2 separate regions of the Mus musculus genome follow, and region 2 is linked to region 1. The links are chromatin contacts, called in public Hi-C maps. All regions are on one chromosome and are shown on one strand. The core of a region is the stretch at or near the end of the contact, and the rest is flanking DNA. Distances in the headings are between cores, read along the strand shown.

Region 1 (5,702 bases), core at 922-3,421:
AGCAACCACGGCTCAGCTAGAACATCTTCCAACCTGCCGGCCATAGCATGCCATCATTGCCTCCTCTAGGTAGCCATTGCGGGGATCATCACTGACACTGTCTCTAGAGACACCTAACCAGCTCACAGCGCCGCTTGTGGCTGAGCTCTGGCCTCCTCTGCACACTTTTCTGTCTATCTGATTTTACTCATGGATCCCAAAGCCAAACCTTCTATTCTCAATGGTGCCACTCCCACATTGCCTGGCAGATGTGCAGTGACATACTTAAGAAATAGGAAAAGGGGTTTCTAATCTTATGGATTTACAATAAGGTAAGATTTACAGAAAGTTTTCTGGACAGAATTCCCAAAGATGTAAGAGCACACCTGGGGAAGGGGGCAGCGGGAGGCATGTCAGGCAGGAAGTCTTGCCATCTGCTGTTACACAGTCCCATCCTACACAGCCCTCTGGCTTCTAGCTGGGTAGCAGAGTCTATTCACCCTTGCAGACTGTCCTAGTCAGAGTTACTGTTGCTGTGACGAAGTGCCATGAGCAAAGGCAACTTGAAGAGTAAAGGGTTTAATTCAATCATAGTTCCAAATCACTCTTCATCATTCAAAGCAGTGAGGGCAGGAACCTAAGCAGGGCAGGAGCCTGGAGGCAGGAGCTAATACAGAGACCATGCAGGGTCCTCCTTACTGGCTTGCTCCTCATGGCTTACTCAACCTACTTTCTTACAGAACCCAGGACCGCCAGCCCAGGGATGGCAGCACCCACGATGGGCTGGGCCCTCCCCCATCAATTGCTAATTAAGAAAATGCCTTTCAGCTGGGTCTTATGGGTGCATTTTCTCAATTGAGGTTCCTTCCTCTCAGATAACTCCAATTTGAATCAAGTTGACATAAAAGCAGCCGGCACACAGGCCCTTTCCCCAGCCAGATCCCAGCCGCCTCCAGGCCTAAAGACATAAATGGGCTGGCAATCAGAATTGGGAGAATCTGGGTCCTAAGGGGCATTTTAAAGAGTGGGAGGGACAGAGTCTGGGTTCCTCAGGCTTGGTGCTCTCTCCATGCAAAGGGAAGATATTTTAGAATGACCTCCTCCTGAAACGTGTGGACACATCATCCTACATAGACAATGCAGTATCTTACAGAAAGCCCTTTGAAAGAGCTGAAAGTATATATAAAACAGAGAGCTGGGCTCTATCAGCCCACTGTATGAGGATAGAGCAATGGAGTGGCCTGGAATACTAAGATGGGATACAGGGATAAAAGGATACATAGAAACAAACCAGAGCCTGTCTTCTGTCTGAAAGGTGTGCTTGTAGGGGTGGGTGATTAAGAGCATTTCCCATCTGAATCCCAGTTCATTGGCCAAAGCTTACCACCATGTTATCGGTGGGGGCTACTTTCCAGTATGTCTCAGGTAGGGCTGGGAGACCTGTATGCAAGAATACTTAGTCCCAGTGTCTGCTCCTCAGCCCTGCTAGGCATCGGGGAAGACCCTGAACCTGCATCAGAGAGCTCACAAGACTCTGGTGGAGTTTGGGGTATATGCTGGGAATTGTCCTCTGTTCATGCTAAAGAAATCTCTTTTCCGAGTTTATTTAACTCTGATCAAAACAAACACAATCTCCCACTGCCTCTCTAGGGGGGTGAGGGGCAGAGGGACTAGGAGGTCCAGATGAGGAACAGTGGAGATGCCTGCTCTGACATGTCCACAAATTATCAGGATGCAACAGAGCTGATAGGCAGGCAGACACTCTCTACTTTGTCCCTAGGCCAATAAACAGGTCTGCGTTTCAAATCCTTATTTGAGGGACAGACTCCTGGTTGGTTACAAACGTAAAAAAATGCAAGAGAAACCTTCATCCCTAGTCTCTCCAAAGACACATCTGCAGGTGAGGGGGCGGGCGCCTTGCCCAGATGTCCACTCCCATCTAGGGTATTAACTACCCAGCAGGGGTAGGCTGGTTGACACCACAGAAAGCCATCAAGCAGGGTTTCCTATAGACAGCCCCACTCCTGAAGAAGAAATCAATAGGGTCCCCGTGCCTGCCTGAGGTGGCTCCTAGGTAGACTCAACAAGTTCCAGGGGCCCCGCAGCGCCGCCTGCAGCTCAGAAACCCTAGGAATGTGGCTGAGGAGCTCCGCGCACAGGCAGCAGCCAGCGGCTGCTTCCAGCACCTCCTCCTTCTCCTCCTCCTCCTCTTGCCCGCGATCCGTCTCTGGCTGGAGGGGCTCCTTCACGCGCCCGGCCCCCGCCCCACGCACGCGGCCTGGCCCGCCCCCGCCCCACCCCCGCCCCACGGGCCCCGGGGCTCCGCCCGCCTCGGTGGCAGGCGAGCGCACAGGCGACTGGCGCGCAGCTCCCGGTGCCCTCTCTTCAGTCCTCTGGCCGCTCGGCTGCATAGAGTAGCCGGGACCTGGTGCCTCGGCCAGGACTCCCCTCCCGCTCCCTCCCCGTCTCCGCCCCCTCCTCCCGGCCCCGGCTCCCGGATCTCGCCGAAGACAATTGCAGTAAATGAGGACATCTGAGGAGCACGGAGCCGGGTGGCTGTGGCTGGCTCCGCCGCGCCGCGATCGGGCGAGCGCGCGGGCGTCCCCGGAGCCGGCCGAACCACTGCCTCCCCGTGCGCGTCGCTGAGCAGGAGCCGAAGGGACTCGAGCTGCGGCGCGGGGGCCGGCCGGGCCGGGCGGGCCGGGCCCGTGGCAGTGGAGGGGGCGGGCGGCGGGCACGCAGCTGGCCAAGTCTCCGGAGCCGAGCCTCCTTCAGCGCGAGCCCGGAGATCCTTGCCGTGGATGCTCTGCCCCGAGTGCTCCGTGCCGCGCCAGGCTTGCCAGGGTCCGCGGCAAGACATGCCCGAGCCAGGCGCTGCACCGACCTCCACTTATCAGTAAGCAGCCAAAGGTAAGCAGAGCCCAGCATGCCCTCCTCCTGCACCCCAAGCCCTCTGTACTTGACCGCTGGCAGATGGGCGCAGACCCTGGCTCTTGCGCACGCAATAGCCCCTAAACTGGCTTCGCCTAGGTCCGGGACGGCGGGTGTAGCCCAGTGTAGACCCGGTGGCGGGCAGCGGCGAAGGTGGGGGGCGAGGTTACGCAACTGCATCTGGCAGGACCTAGTCGCCCAGGGGCATCTGGCAACTTTGGCTACAGTCTTGGAGGAGCGGGAATATGATGTCTATTCTAGACAAACGCCACAGCCTTGTGAGCACAGGACATCCTTGGCCAGGCAGAACTGGGCGGGAGGGGGTTGGGGGCTCTGGGGACGACCATCTCCCTGGAACGTTCGAGGTTTTGAAAGTATTATCCAAACTAAAGCGAACTGCCAAGTACAGTACAGCTGATTAACTTCAGGGAGATGGGGGGAATAAGTCTGAGCAGAGGGGCCCTGCCGCCTGCTGTTGAGCAAAGACCGAAGCAGGAGAGAAGGCAAAAAATGCCCACGTGAAATGTTGGTCTCTTCTCTTGGTTACGGGTATAGGCACCTTCTCTGAGCTGGGGTCTGCACCCCGCTGAGCTTCCGAGTGCACATGCCTGACCTGCACAATCGTGGGAAACCAACCGATGCTGCGGATCCTAGGGAGCTAGTGAGGGCAGGAAAGAGGAACGAACAGGGGCCAGCCCCAAGCAGGGGCAGAGACTAGAGCCCAAAGTCAAGAACAAGACTCGGCATCTTGCTTGTTCATGCTCAGGGTTCCAGGCTGGCGTCTCTGCTGCTTGAAAAAGAAAAGGAGCCTCTCCCTGTGACCTCAACATTCTACTACCCTGAAAATATGCCACAAGGAGATGGAGCCAGTGATAAAGGGATGCCAGAGTGGGGGAGGAGAGGCACCCCTGGAGTAAATAAGGAAGAAAAATGGGTGCCTTCTACTCTCTGCAGATCAGGGCTCAGGTCCCTTCCCCTCTCTTGGTGCATGCAGGCCTGGGGCTGGGGGACTGGCTGCCCTGTTGGACTCATGAGCTAGAGGCAGCAGGAGAAGCAGTTTAATTTGACCTTGTCTGCTTGGGTGCTGAAATTCTGCCGAAGCATCCCGAGGTGAAACTGGCAAGAGTGGGAAGGAACTTTGGGCAAGCCCTGCCTTGGCTAAGAACCCATGAGATCATTTCAGAGCACCAAGTCAAGGGCTAGCACAGGGTTGAGGTCAGTAGCTTGAAGTCTTTCTCTTAGAAAATGACTTGCGGGGGGTACTTTTTCACAGCCCGATCAGGGCTTGATCAAGGTTACAGAGCTAGGGACCTGATTAAAAAATACCATTCAGATCATAAAAGCTGGATCGCCCCCCATGAGTAGTTCATAAATAAGAAGGCTACTGCCTTTATGAAGCTGACGGTAAAGGCTGAACAGACCGTAATCATTGCACTCCGCAGAGGCGGAACATGCTGGGTTTTACTATTCATGGTGTGCTATTTCTTACACTCACATCCTGTTGAATGCTACTTTTCAAAGTTCATATTTATCTTTGCAATTTTTTGCAAGCATGATTAGCAAACGTGCACAAAACAGCTCAAAGAGGGGGGAAAAAAAGGAAGTCTTGCCATCTGCATACCTTTCCAGATATTAATTTACTGTCCGTGTTTACTCTCTACGTGAGAGGGTACTGCGTTCCAGGATGGGTTTATCAGATTTGAATTTGGTAGGGAAGAAGCCTAGCCTAGCATAGCAGGATTTGGCATCAATTATGGGAGCAATGGAGTTCTGTTTTCTTCATTAAATTCCTCTTTTCCTTTAAAAGGTGCTGATTCAATTTATTTTTTTATTAATCTGAAGCAAAGACCTCTCTTTAAAGACAGGATGTCCTTGAGAAGCGAAGCAGGTCTTAAGGTGACAATAGTTGCTGTGACTTTCTGTTTTATTATCGTGATTAAGACATTGGGGTTTTGACATAAATCAGGTCCATTATTCCACTGAGAAACATAACTAGTGGTTAAGAAGCAGGCTAATAAGGCAAGCACCAAAAAGCTCCAAGTGAGCCTTCAGGAGGCTCACTGAAGATCCAGTCATCCTGCTACCTCAGTTTACCACAGAGAGCTTCTATGCTGTCACAGTTATTTTGCCCCAGGAAGAGGCATTTTTTGACTTTTGTCTTTCCCTTTGGAGATAAAAATTTAAGAGCTACATAAATAAAAGAAAGGCCTGTGCAAGACAGGCATGCATCTCCAAGGAGAAACCGTACACAGTGGAGTGAGTTCACAGAAAATACAGATACCAGGCTATCCTGTGAGAGACTAGGTACTTATCCACATTGCTAGATATTTGTATCCTCCGGTTTGCTCCACTGCATGGCCGCCTCACTGAGAGAGACAGCTACTGAGCTCCCTTGTAGAAGCAGAGTCCTTGCGTTGGCCAGGCTACTTCTCAGGCAATAAGGTTGAGAAATGATTGGAGGCATAGCGCTGTGAAGCAGTTCTCAGGGCAGGCCTTGCTGTAGAAGGGCAGGAATGGAGTTGCTAAGGGCCTTAATGCTAACACTCTGGCCCAACCCACCGGATACCTAAGCAGATGTGTAGCAGAGAGGCTGTTAACAGATCAGCTGGGGCACCGCACCAATTATACAGAATGGAGGTGGCTCACGTCCTCCAGGGGATAAAAGGCCACGAGGACTCCTGGACACAAGAAGGACTGTTTTCCACAGCTCCTTCGGAAACGTGACAGCTGCGTTCATCACCCCTGGACCCTTTGTAACTCCAGAGATCTGAGTTCTCCAGCCCAAAATTAGC
Region 2 (5,488 bases), core at 1,532-4,031, 200 kb before region 1:
ATATATACATTCAGCAAGATGGAAGGCGGGTAATGGGGGAAAGTCAATAAATCCCTGGGTCCCTGACATTGCAGAAAGAGCGACATGACTTATTATGTGAGAAAAATACTCAGAAAACTGTTCATCTACTCTTAGTGTGTCTGTTCCTAGGCTCTGACCCTAGTTAAAGACCAGCCATCAAAGGCCTGGGATGTTGGTACTGGCCAAGGAACACAACCTTTGTCTTGAAACAATAAGTCAACTCACTCCAAAGTCCTGACATCACACAAGGACACTGGTCTCTGGGCCAGAGGGGATGTTACTTAAGGTGACTCCCAGGAGGTGTTAAGGAAACTCAGGGTTTTGCCTCTCAAGATTTCTATGGAGGGAGGTGAAAGTCCTTCTCCCTAAAGCAGCCTTGACAGTTGGCTTCAAACTATGCTTTGGGTCAGGTGTGGCTATTTAGTCCCCTTTGGCCTCCTATATCCCAAAGGCCTCTAGACAACAAATGAGGCCATGCTAGCAGGGCTGGTCTTTGATGTTACTTAGGGGCTAAAGTGTCCTCTGAACATGGGTCTGAAGGGAGATTCTGCAGGGAGGCGTTCCAGTAAGAGGTCTTAACATTTTAAACTACGGGTTGGTCTGATACCTTTTGAAGTAGGCTCCATTAGATCAGTTCATTTGTACAACAGATTCTTTGAGTGTGTGTGTGTGTGTGTGTGTGTGTGTGTGTGTGTGAGAGAGAGAGAGAGAGAGAGAGAGAGAGAGAGAGAGTGTGTTTGTGTGTGTATATCTTTGGTACTTTTCATCTTGTTTTCCAGAGTCTCATATTAGGACCTGGCTTGCTTAGTAAGCTAGAGTGGTTAGCCAGTGAGCTCCAGAGAACTGCCTTGCTCTGTCATCCCAATGCTGGATTATAGATATGCACCACCACACCCAGGTTTATTAACATGGATTCTGGAGATGGAATTCAGGTCCTCATGCTTCTGTGGTAAGCCGCCGCCTCCTCCGCCTCCTCCTTCTTCCTTCTCTCTCTCTCTCTCTCTCTCTCTCTCTCTCTCTCTCTCTCTGTGTGTGTGTGTGTGTGTGTGTGTGTGTGTGTGTGTGTGTGTTACTATTCCCAGGGTTATTGTGGTGGCTGCAAAACTGAAGAAATACCTGGCAGTGTCTAGAGCTCTGACTGGTTGTCCTGACCAGGGAGATGACACTGGGTTCAGGTTGGAGGTGCATGGTGTGGCCCCACAGAGGATCACCCAGTCCAGAATGGCAGTGAGCATCCTGCTGCAGTGTGATGAGTTACAGGGAGGCCTGGTACTGGCCTCACCTGACTGTCATTGTCACCAAGGCCAAATTAGCCTCTGGAGTTCTGAGCACTGAGACTGGTGTTAGAGGACTAGATTAGGGGTTATATCCTCATAATGGCACAGAGCCTAGTAAATAAATCCTAGTTTGAGTCTCATTCAGTTGACGCTGGGCTGGGTGGGGATAAGACTAATTATTATTATTATTTTACATTCACTAGAAGGGAATACCCAATGCCCTAATGCCATTGGTCCATTATTTCCTGTCTCAGCTATCTCGATGACAAGCTCTGTAAAAATGCTACTAGCTTTGCTCAGTCTGGAATGTAATGCTTAGGATGTCTGCGTGCAATGTACAGAGACATTTAACACTGTCCACGGTGGCCTGTGGTGATGTGTTCTCCTGGAGGTAAGGATTTGGGGGCATTGTTATGGTGGATATGTTTTTTAATTACCGCAAATTCATTGTCTGGGTTTTTCTCTCCTTTCCGGATGGGCCGTGAATACTCGAATCGCTGTACCTCATTCACCCTGTAAAAACTGTAGAGACAGACAAATCATCAGACTTTTAACCTGAAAGTAGCCAGTTTGCTGTTAGATTTGCGGGAGGGAGGTCCTGTTCAGAACACATCTCAGGAAGTATGCCCACATTTGACCAGAAGCCACAGCCTTGGCTCCTTCCTTAGCAGCTCCTGAGGGGACATTGCTGCAGGTAGAAAAACTGACTGGAGACTTTTGCCTCCTCTCTGTCTCTGGCAGCCCTCAGGGGAGAAGAGATGCTGAGTAAGGTGGACTGGGCACAGGCTTGGCAAGGTGAAGTGAAGGAGAGACAAAGTGCCTGTGGATTCCACAGATATGCGCACTGTTTATAAAAAACAATAATGTGTGGTTTTAGTGATATAAACATATAATTTAGTGATATATGTGATCTATAATAAATAATAAAACTACATACACATACCACATATGTATGCATGCATGTATGCATGCATGCATGTATGTACGTTTGCATGTGTGTATGTTATGTGTGTGTATAGTTTTTTTTTAAGACAGTGTGTCATTATGCAGCCTTGGCTTGTACCTTGTTATATAGACAAGGCTGGCCTTAAATATCTAAAGATCCACCTGCCTCTGCCCCAGCTAACGGAATAAATTAACAGTCAATTTATCTAGAGGAACTGACAATGTGTATCTTTAAAAAAAAAGAAGGGTGCCATGCACTCTAATTTCAGAGTTTTGAGATGTAGATTTAGCAGAGTGGTGTTCCGGGCAGGGCCACACACAGCTTGTTGTCTGTCTTCCATACCACTAAGGCGTGGCCAGTGCTTGTGAAGGGTGTGTGCATGCCCATGTACTCGACTTAATTCTCTCCCCAGGAAAGAATGTACACAAAGCCATGTGAGCAGCTTTGTGATTCTCTTTGCCTACTGCTGCATTTCTGTGACCGCTGAAAGGCAGCCCTAGATTGTTTCCATGGCTTCCAAGGCAACAGTGATGAAAGGCTAAAATGGAACTCCAGGATGTGGAACAAACACACCAGAGGAGGAGCAGGCCTCAAAGAGGCTGCAGTTCCCATGAGCACAGAGATCAAAGAGATGATTCACCACAGCAAAGAGCCTGCAGGGAACTACTCTACAGCGCCCCCCACCCCCCACCCCCCAGTCAGTTGCACCTTAGCACTGGTGTGTGAGCTCAGCCCCACTGGGATATGTGGAGTTTAAATGCCACTGCATGACTCTGTCTGTGTGATCATTTGGGGGGGGGGGGAAGAAGAAGGGGAGATGGGTGTGCATGTAGAGGTCAGAGGACCACCCTTGGCATGGTCTTTCAGGCACCTTCCACTTTCTGTTTGAGACAAGGTCTCAAAAGCCTGGAACTTCACCCAGTAGCTCTGCTTGCTGCCCAATGAGTTTACAGGGACTCCACAGTTTTGGCTTCCCACTTTGCCATTTCTGGGTTAAAGCAAAAAGCACCCTACCTGGTGGTTTCCGTTGGTTTGTTTGTTTATAATATGGGTACTGGGGATAAAACTGAGGTCCAATTGCTTACAGTCCGTGCTTTACCAAAGGAATGATCCCTCTAACCCAGTGCAAACGGACTGTTTTGCATCTTAATGGGGAGCAAATACTCTAATCTCTGCTTCCATATCATAAAAGGCAAAGAGTCTGTAATCTCCACAGGACAGGGCGAGGGTTGGCTTTGAACACTGTTGGGTATTTTACCCTGAATGTATGGTCTCTAAGGAGACCCAAGGCCTACTTCCTTCCTTCTGGGTTTCATCTTTGCAGACGCTGGAAAAACAATCCTGAGCGCCCCTCTAATAACTTTCTTTCCTTTTGGTGGGTGTCAGAAATCGCTAGCTTTCCTTGTTCTTGGGAGAGGGTAGAAGAAACATCTAGCATGTTCTTCAAAGTTTAAAGTCTACCTACCCTTCAAAAGGTAGACTGATTAGCAAGACACCCACCGTCAGCATATTGCTGCCTTTTTTTTTTTTTTTTTTTTTTTTTTTTTTTGAGACATGGTTTCTCTGTATAGCTCTGGTTGTCCTGGAACTCACTTTGTAGACCAGGCTAGCCTCGAACTCAGAAATCCGCCTGCCTCTGCCTCCTGAGTGCTGGGATTAAAGGCGTGCGCCACCACGTCCGTCTTATCTTGCTGCCTCTTATTGGTAAGAAAATTAGCGTAGTTACCTTACAATCTGTTCAGACACGGGTCGGTGAAATCTCGGAGGTAAGTCTAGCTTGGGCTTCACTGTGAAGCACTGGATGTCTGAGGAAAGGGGGTGAAGGAAGATGGCAGCACACATGACAACCAAGAGAAGCCCTGCTCCCTGTGTGCACCAGTGCGCCCATGTTCCCATGAATGGCCCTCCTGCTGCCTTAAAGGATACACTGGCCGGGAGAAGTCTTAATGTCATCGCCCGGTGGAGACGTCGTCTTCATTTTTTCAGCATTTGGAAACTGAGTTAACAGCCGAGCTTCAAAATCTTCCCGTCGCTCATATTCCTTGCCTCGGTAAATGAACACTTTGCCCTGGAGACAGTGACCTTTGTTAAATACACCACAGGTGGAGGGCCGAGAAAAGCTCACACACAGAATGCTGCTCTTCAGATACGTTTGACAGTTTTGTTTATTTGTTGCTTGTTTTGGACAGTTTGTTTTTCCTTTTTAAATCACTGCATTTAAGAATAACTAACAACTCTCCTCTCTCATCAAGAGCACCAAACTTCATCCCGCTGAATACTCACTGTGAGCTTTACTCTGAGTAAGAAGGACTCATTACAAACCTGTGAAGGTGGGCAGCGGGATGGTTTAGCAGGTGAAGGTCCTTGTAAGCCAAGCCTGACCCACATGGTACAAGAAGTGACTCCCACAAGTTGTCCTCTGACCTCCACAGCCACACCCCGGCACATGAACACACACAAGTAGGCAATAAGTTCTATTATTATATAAATACATGTAGTAAGTAATCAAGCAAGGCACAGGACTCCCACACATGTTCACACAGGGTTAACTAGCCAGTGTGTGTGGACAACAGTATTTGTTTTTCTTCTCAGGTGAATGTGGAGGACTTAAGAATATGCTGACTGGAATATAATTATTTAAAGCCAAATTTCCCCCATGGGACTGTGGCCACTATAGGAGTTGCTCAGCCTCCTTCTCCTCCTCTTTTTTTTGGAGACAGAGTCTCTATTATGTAGTTTTGTCTGTCCTAGAACTCACTGTATAGACCAGGCTGACCTCTTGCCTCTGCCTCCCGAATGCTAGGATTAAAGGCATGTGCTAACACATCTATTAGCTTCTACTTTCATTTTGAAGGAAGTAAACGGATTCTTACTAGGGGAGCCTTTCATACTCCACTGTAACCTGGATAACCGCCTACCTATTTCTGTCAGTAACATTCCCAGAAGTTTCTATCCCGTTGTCTGTCTTGCTTTTATTTTGTTAATTCATTGCTCTGTCAACTCTGGTCATATAGTTGGAATGTATTCTCTTGTGAAAATCCATATGTATATATAAAATTAATTAGTTTTTATGTTTCTCTCATGTGAATTGGGTCCTGTGTTGATTGGCTACCTAGACACAGGAAAGAGCTGGCATGAGACCCCAGCGGCCAGTGGCAGCTGCCTCCCCCTTGTAGCCCTAATTAAGTCATCATTCCTCTGCCAAAAAAGAATACAGCTCTGCACAGGACCAAGGGGAGGTCCT

The links. Hi-C and Micro-C count contacts between places; a contact is called where the count stands out from the background.
Region 2: a Hi-C map of embryonic stem cells shows a contact between it and region 1, with 2.4 times the contacts expected there. The contact joins the enhancer-like site here to the promoter of Insyn2a in region 1. A contact is called at or near these places in 4 of 39 promoter capture datasets (embryonic stem cells, hippocampal neurons and liver), 3 of 484 Hi-C or Micro-C datasets (embryonic stem cells and nephron progenitors), 2 of 115 datasets of contacts at active chromatin or transcription factors (embryonic forebrain and stem cell-derived neural progenitor cells) and 1 of 9 other capture datasets (pancreatic islet).

Annotation. Positions count from the first base shown.
Region 1 is chr7:134,934,899-134,940,600 of GRCm38.p6, reverse strand. It overlaps Insyn2a (inhibitory synaptic factor 2A), which reads left to right and starts at 2,171. Exons shown (of 4, transcript NM_001143802.1): 1 at 2,171-2,889. All of the region lies in intron 27 of Dock1 (dedicator of cytokinesis 1), which reads right to left.
Region 2 is chr7:135,136,639-135,142,126 of GRCm38.p6, reverse strand. Dock1 (dedicator of cytokinesis 1) reads right to left here. Exons shown (of 52, transcript NM_001033420.2): 41 at 4,171-4,312; 42 at 3,971-4,049; 43 at 1,736-1,820. Among named protein-coding and RNA genes, the nearest start is that of Gm24581, 7.7 kb to the right of the region's middle. RefSeq lists an enhancer at 1,509-4,206. Within about 2 kb of position 2,781, at least 39 of the 459 cell types and tissues checked have an H3K27ac peak or open chromatin away from gene starts, as enhancers often do. A contact at or near this core is called in embryonic stem cells, where this site is marked.